Linked DNA regions of Pan troglodytes: region 1 is linked to region 2. The links are chromatin contacts, called in public Hi-C maps. All regions are on one chromosome and are shown on one strand. Each heading gives the region's core, a stretch centred on a gene start, on an enhancer-like site or on the middle of the called end of the contact. The rest is flanking DNA. Distances are from core to core; before and after follow the strand shown. Region 1 overlaps WRN (WRN RecQ like helicase). Region 2 holds the start of TEX15 (testis expressed 15, meiosis and synapsis associated).

What was found. Hi-C and Micro-C count contacts between places; a contact is called where the count stands out from the background.
Region 1: a contact with region 2 is called in a Hi-C map of induced pluripotent stem cells, with 2.0 times the contacts expected there. The contact joins the enhancer-like site here to the promoter of TEX15 in region 2. A contact is called at or near these places in 5 of 7 Hi-C or Micro-C datasets (blood, induced pluripotent stem cells, lymphocytes and 1 more) and 1 of 1 datasets of contacts at active chromatin or transcription factors (stem cell-derived excitatory neurons).

The regions. Positions count from the first base shown.
Region 1 is chr7:39,497,750-39,500,840 of NHGRI_mPanTro3-v2.0_pri, forward strand. The region is part of intron 17 of WRN (WRN RecQ like helicase); the gene reads left to right. Among named protein-coding and RNA genes, the nearest start is that of WRN, 73 kb to the left of the region's middle. Within about 2 kb of position 1,467, at least 4 of the 24 cell types and tissues checked have an H3K27ac peak or open chromatin away from gene starts, as enhancers often do. A contact at or near this core is called in induced pluripotent stem cells, where this site is marked.
Region 2 is chr7:39,308,324-39,311,487 of NHGRI_mPanTro3-v2.0_pri, forward strand. TEX15 (testis expressed 15, meiosis and synapsis associated) reads right to left here and starts at 1,301. Exons shown (of 11, transcript XM_054656628.2): 1 at 1,113-1,301.

The DNA.
Region 1 (3,091 bases), core at 217-2,716, 190 kb after region 2:
GCCAAAATTTTGGAATTTTCCTCAATCTTTTCTCTTTTTCTTACACTCCACTGTTTATTTAAACAGTAAGGAAATCTCGTGAGGTCTTCAGAATATATGCAGAATTAAATCACTTCTCTCTTGATCCCTGCCATTCCCCAGGTACAGGCCACCATCTCCTTAGGGCCTCCTGCTTTCACTCTTCCCATCCCTCATTCTGTTTCAACACAGCGTCCAGAGTGATACTTTAAAAATGAAGTCTGATAGATCATATCTTTGGCTCAGAACCATCTAGTAGCATGCCATTTCATTCTAAATAAAGGCAAAAGTCCTTATGATGAGTTACCGATCCTCATGTGATCTGGCCTTCCATTTTCCCTCTGATCTCATTCTCTACTGGTCTCCTCATTCACCGGATGCAGCCACACCACCCTCCTTGTTTTTCTTCGGACATTCCAGGCATGCTTCAGTGCCTGGGCTTTGCGCCTGCTGCTTCCTCTCCCTGAATACGTTTCCCCCACATTGTCTATAGGATGTTCTCCCCTACTTCTCTCAGATCTCTTGGATTTAGGCCTCCTGGGCCACCATATTTGAAATATCAGATTAGTTCCCCCTCCCCCATCATTCAGCATTCCTCGTAAATCTTTGCTGTTTTAAAAATAGCACTATCACTGTCTAACTTACTGTGTTATATTTTGTTAATTTTCTGTGAGTTCTTCACTAGAATATTCTTTGTAGGGAGGAGTTTTTGATTGTTTGGTTTATAAAATCTGGAACAATACCTGGCTTATAGGAGGTGCTCAATTTATAATGGGGTGAATGAATGAATGAATGATGATGAGAAAGCTGAGAATCAGTAAAGTGACTTTCCAAAACAGGTAGTGGGCAGTATAGAGTTGGGCCATAAATAGCTACACCATACAACATCCTGCTAGTTTCTAAAGCAAATGATTTGAAAGAGGCATAAAACATAATTTCTGCCCTCAGGTAGCTCATAGTTCAGTAAAGGAGTTTAGATTCATACCTATAACAGTAGAAGTAATAGCACCAAATGAAATATGGTATTATGAAGTGGTGCAAATAATATAAAAGGATGAACAGTGTTAGTAGTACATGTTTAGAAGGGATTTCTATGGTGAAAGTCACTAGGCACAGTGCACCTGGAGGACCGATTTCCATTAATTTAGAATGGTTTAAAGTAAGCTTTTGGAAACTAGGAAGATTACTTTCTGTAATCCTTTCCTAGGCCTTTGATTCTAGAAGGATTGTGTTAAAGGAGTTTTAAATATTTTATACAGTTCTTAAACATTGTTAAGCTTGAATTACATCTTTTATTATGTCTGGCCATGGACGTCATTGGATCATTTTCATTTCTTGGGAGGATTAATAAAGCACATTCCTTCTGTTGGGCCTCCAGTGCGGGGAGGGTGTTGGCCGAGCAGTGGCTGAGAAAACGTTTTTCCCCTGGTGTTTTCAAGAACCCTCTTTATTAGCTAAGTGGTGAGACATGCCACCTGGTGGTTATAGTAGTATCATTTTTCTCACTGTTCTTGGTGCTTTTCTTCTCCTTCTGATTCCAGTTATACTAGGACAACTGCTATAAACCTGGAATGTTTCACACTATATTATTTCAGTAATTTCAAAAACAGCAGAAATCACTAAGCTGTTTGGCACAAAGATTCCTATTTGGAAAGAATCAGACAAAGTGAGTGTTGAGAAAGAACAGCCAGGCAGAAAGCTTTGCATCAGTCTTAAAGTTCTTTACATTTCAAGTAAGAGGAACTGTGAAATCCATAAGACATGTGGGGTTTTTCTATTACTTTCTCCCCAGTATCTATTACAAAGATCAGCACATAGTAGGTACTTAGTAACTATTTAGAATGAGTGCATGAATGAATGAAGTATGTGTGATGTTATGGAGTACAAAGTTAGAATTAGCAACATGACCTGAATTTAGAAGCAGGTGGGATACTTATACTTTTCTCAATCTGTGGGCACCACACCATTGAAGTATATGTCTAAGATTAATTTATATTTGGTTGTTTGATTTAGCAAAACTTGCTGCCTGTTAAAAAAGAAATTAAGACCTGTCAACTTAAAGAATACATTTTGTGAGTTAAGAACTAAATGACAGGATAATTTATTACCCAAAGCAGTTTGCTTCTGAAAATTAAAGAGTTCAAGCTATTAATAATTATGCTGTGACTGCAGGCATAAACTGGGAATGTCCCGGCAAATGAGGATGTATTGTCATCTTTCTCAGCCTGCCTGTGTGTTGTTTTTAAGCTTCACTCTAGTTTATATATTTTAAATGTCATAAAATACCACATACTTAATAAGAGAAAAGGTTCTATTCGTTGCTGAAGTGGAAGTTTATCATTAATTTTTATTTATTTATTTATTTTTCCAGTTTTGGAATTCTTTATTACTTTGAACCCAAGAGACACTGATAACTAGCACAATCCAGTGAAACAGAGGAAGCAGCAGCTTAAACAAAGGAAATACATTTAAGATTATAAGTCTGGTTATAAGCTTAAAAAGTGACCCAGAAAGGGATATCATTGCTAAAAAAAAAAAAAATCCCCTTGTGACCTGGATACATTTTGCAAAGCCACAGGTTTGCAGTGTTACACAAGGGCCAAAGGAGGCCATGAGTTGTCTTTGGTTGTGGGGCCGGAGGGTAACTGTTCATGAAAATAGTGAGTGTCTGAAGATTAAGAAAATCATGCTGCAGCAGAGGAGAAGGGAGAGGAAGGCAGGAAGGGAAAGGAGATGCCTGAGGGTCAAAAGCTGAGCCCAAGCCTAAGCCCAAGCTCAAGCTCAAGCCCCAGCATGGCACAATTTTGTGAATTAACTCAGGCTGAGTCGCCTCCAGTCTTTGGAATGTCATCTTATACTGGTACTGCTGAGGCAGAGGGCAGTAATTGGTGCTTTGGGATAGGAGAAGGGGCAGTTGCTGACATACAAAATTAATAGTCAGCATCCCAAGTTCCTCAAATGCAGCCAAAATACATGTGTTCAGGCCTTTCGGCAGTACCGCCCCCAGAACTACCAGCTGTAGTGTGGTCCATTCCCAGACAGCAGCATGCAAGAATAAGTTTACAATACACTC
Region 2 (3,164 bases), core at 51-2,550:
TCAAACCGAGCATTCCAAACGCGGAAACTCAACCCCGAGCGCGGAGAGGATGGAAACTGCCTGAAAGGATCCCTGCAGGGCTGGGCTTGGGACGCGGCTCACACGAAACTGAGGCAGGAGTCTCTTCCTGCACCCGCACCACGCCGGGACCCGAGGGGTTTCACTCCCTTCACTGAGCCGAGCCAGGAAGCCAAGAGCCACCAGGGCGAAGCAGCCCTGCAAAACCTCCACTCAGCCTTACAACAGCCACAGCGCCGGGACACGCGGCACCGCATCCCGGGCGCGCCAGTCCTCCTGCAGTCGGGGGACGCTCCCCTCAGGCGCCCGCGTCGGAGCCCAGCTACCCCCGCGCCGCCCTCACCTACCGAGGCTCCCCCGCGTCCACCGGCTCCTGCAGCGAGACAGCCGGCGCAGGCGGGCATGGTCCGAGCGCGGGCTCTGCAGGGGAGAACGAGGCGCACGGACTGCCAGTCACCCGGGCGGCGTTCCCCGCCCTAGCGCTCCAGGGTCGCGAGTCCCACAGGAGTCCCGAGTTGCGGTCCCGGGGCGGGCGGGGCCTCCATGAGGCCCCACCCCCTCCCCGCCCCCGCGGATATCCCCACGCACCACGGAGATCCCCACGCGCCCTGCGCAACGCGGCTGCTCCGCGCTGCCTTCTGCTGACTACAAACTGCGCCTCCAGGGAGCCAGGGCGAGGCGGAGGCCACCACCAAGTTGTGGCGCTCTCTCCTCTCGCTGCCTCAGAGCAGCGAGTTTCTCCTCAGCTGCAAACAAGGACGCAGGGCCAGCTCCGTGGGGCTCAGCGGGGGCAGAGGGAGCGCGAAAGCGCGGGAACCCGCGCATCTGAGGAAAGCTAAACATTTCACCTGTAGAGTCGGCTGCCCTGGCCCTCGGAGGCCCACCTTTGGCCCCAGAGTCCCTGAATCAATGATAATTAACATTTTTAAAAATTTTATTATTTTTAAAAATAAATTTAATCGGGAAGCTCCGAGCCAGAAGAGTAGCGTCTGAGACTCCCCATAATTAACATTCTTCACTCCTTAATTTTAATTTACCTCACACCAAACTAGCTGCTAACCCTCCTCTCCTCATCTGCCACATTCCCCACAAACCTTGAGCTGTCTTCTTTGCTCAGTCAGTTCCTCAGACTCAATCTTAGCACGGTACAGACCTTCGCCCACTGCCTTCCCTGGAAGCCTCAGGAACACAGCAGCACCCCCCAGCGAGGTGCGCACAGTGAGCAAGCAGCTCGGAAAGCAGCGGCGCTTGCGCACTGCGCCGGGGGCGGAGCCAGAGGCCCTGCACGTGGAAGCTCGAAGCCCGTAGGTGGGGCCCGCGCAGGAACGGACTCCTGAGAGACTTTACATGACCTGAAGCAAACTGTGAGTTCAGTGCCTACTCCGTGTACACGGAGTGGGCCTTCAACAAAACGATCGTTTTGTCATGGCTTTCTAATTTAATTCAAAAGGAGTTAGAAGATCGGGGAGGACTTTATGTTGCTCGGCTAATGGCCAAATCCCTTAGCTAAGGCTTCAGCTTGGAGCTAACAAGTACATCCAAGTTTCAGGGATCTAAAGCATAAAGATTTTTACCAGACTCATTCGGTCGGGTGCGGTGGTCGGTGATCTCAGCACTTTGGGAGGCCGAGGTGCGTTCAGGAGTTTGAGACCAGCCTGGGCAACATAGTGAGACCTCCTCTGCCAAAAACAAAAAAAAATCCTTGCACTCAGAAAATTAATTCTACTTCATAGCGCGGCTTATGAAAGCCTGATTCAGAGGCTATATAGATTACAGAATCGAAGTCTTCCAGTCCAGTCACTCAGATTTAGTTTTACAATTGCAGGCCTGAGAGTCACTTCATCCTTCAGTGGGTGAATCCTTTAGGGGCGAAGACGCTGAAGACAGGCAGCTTAAAAGATGCAGTATTCGGCCGGGCGCGGTGGCTCATGCCTGTAATCCCAGCACTCTGAAAGGCTGAGACGGGCGGATCACCTGAGGTGTTCCAGACCAGCCTGGCCAACATGGCGAATCCCAGTCTCTACTAAAAAATGCAAAAATTAGCCAGGCGTGGTGGCGTGCGCCTGTAGTCCCAGCTACTCGAAAGGCTGAGGCGGGAGAATTGCTTGAATCTGGGAGGCGGAGGTTGCAGTGAGCCAAGCTCATGCCACTGCACTCCAGCCTGGGCAAAGGAGTGAGATTCTGTCTGTCTGTCTGTCTTTCTCTCTCTCTCTCTCTCTCTCTCTCTCTCTCTCTCTCACACACACACACACACACACACAAAGATGCACTATTCCATTTTCCAATAATCACTTTCTATAAGGCAAGTTTTAAGTGTATTTTACAACTGGATTGAAAGAGGAGCTTCAGGGATCTGTGAATACCGTAAATCTGAGAATTAAAATGTTTCTTTCCTTTTTTTTTTTTTTTTTTTTTTTTTTTTTTTTACGGAATCTAGCTCTGTTGCCAGGCTGGAGTGCATTGGCGCGATCTCGGCTCACTGCAACTTCCGCCTCCCAGCTTCAAGCGATTTTCCTGCCTCAGCCTCCTGAGTAGCTAGGATTACAGCCAGGCGCCGCCATGCCCAGCTAATTTTTGTATTTTTAGTAGAGACGGGGTTTTACCATGTTGGCCAGGATGAGTCTCGATCTCCTGACCTCGTGATCCGCTCGCCTCGGCCTGCCAAAGTGCTGGGATTACAGGCGTGAGCCACTGCGCCCGGCCTAAAATGTTTCTTTCACTGTAAGTTCAATTTAGTGGAAAGACGTTCTTTAACTATCATCAAATTCTAATATCAATGACACTACCCCACCAAAACACAGTCGGAATTTCTGTTTTCTGTTTATGCTCCTATAAACCAATGGTATTTTAAAAACTTATTTTAAGTTTCAATTTTACTGCGTGTGAAATAAAATTTTATTATTCCTCTTAATAACCTATTTTGGTTGGGCAAGGTGGCTCACGCCCTGTAATCCCAACACTTTGGGAGAGCGAAGCAGGTGGATCACTTGAGGTCAGGAGTTTGAGACCAGCCTGGCCAACATGGTGAAACCCCGCCTCTACTAAAAATACAAAAATTAGCTGAGTGTGGTGGCATGCGTCTGTAATCCCAGCTACTCGGGAGGCTGAGGCAGGAGAATCGCTTGAATCTGGGAGGCGGAGGTTGC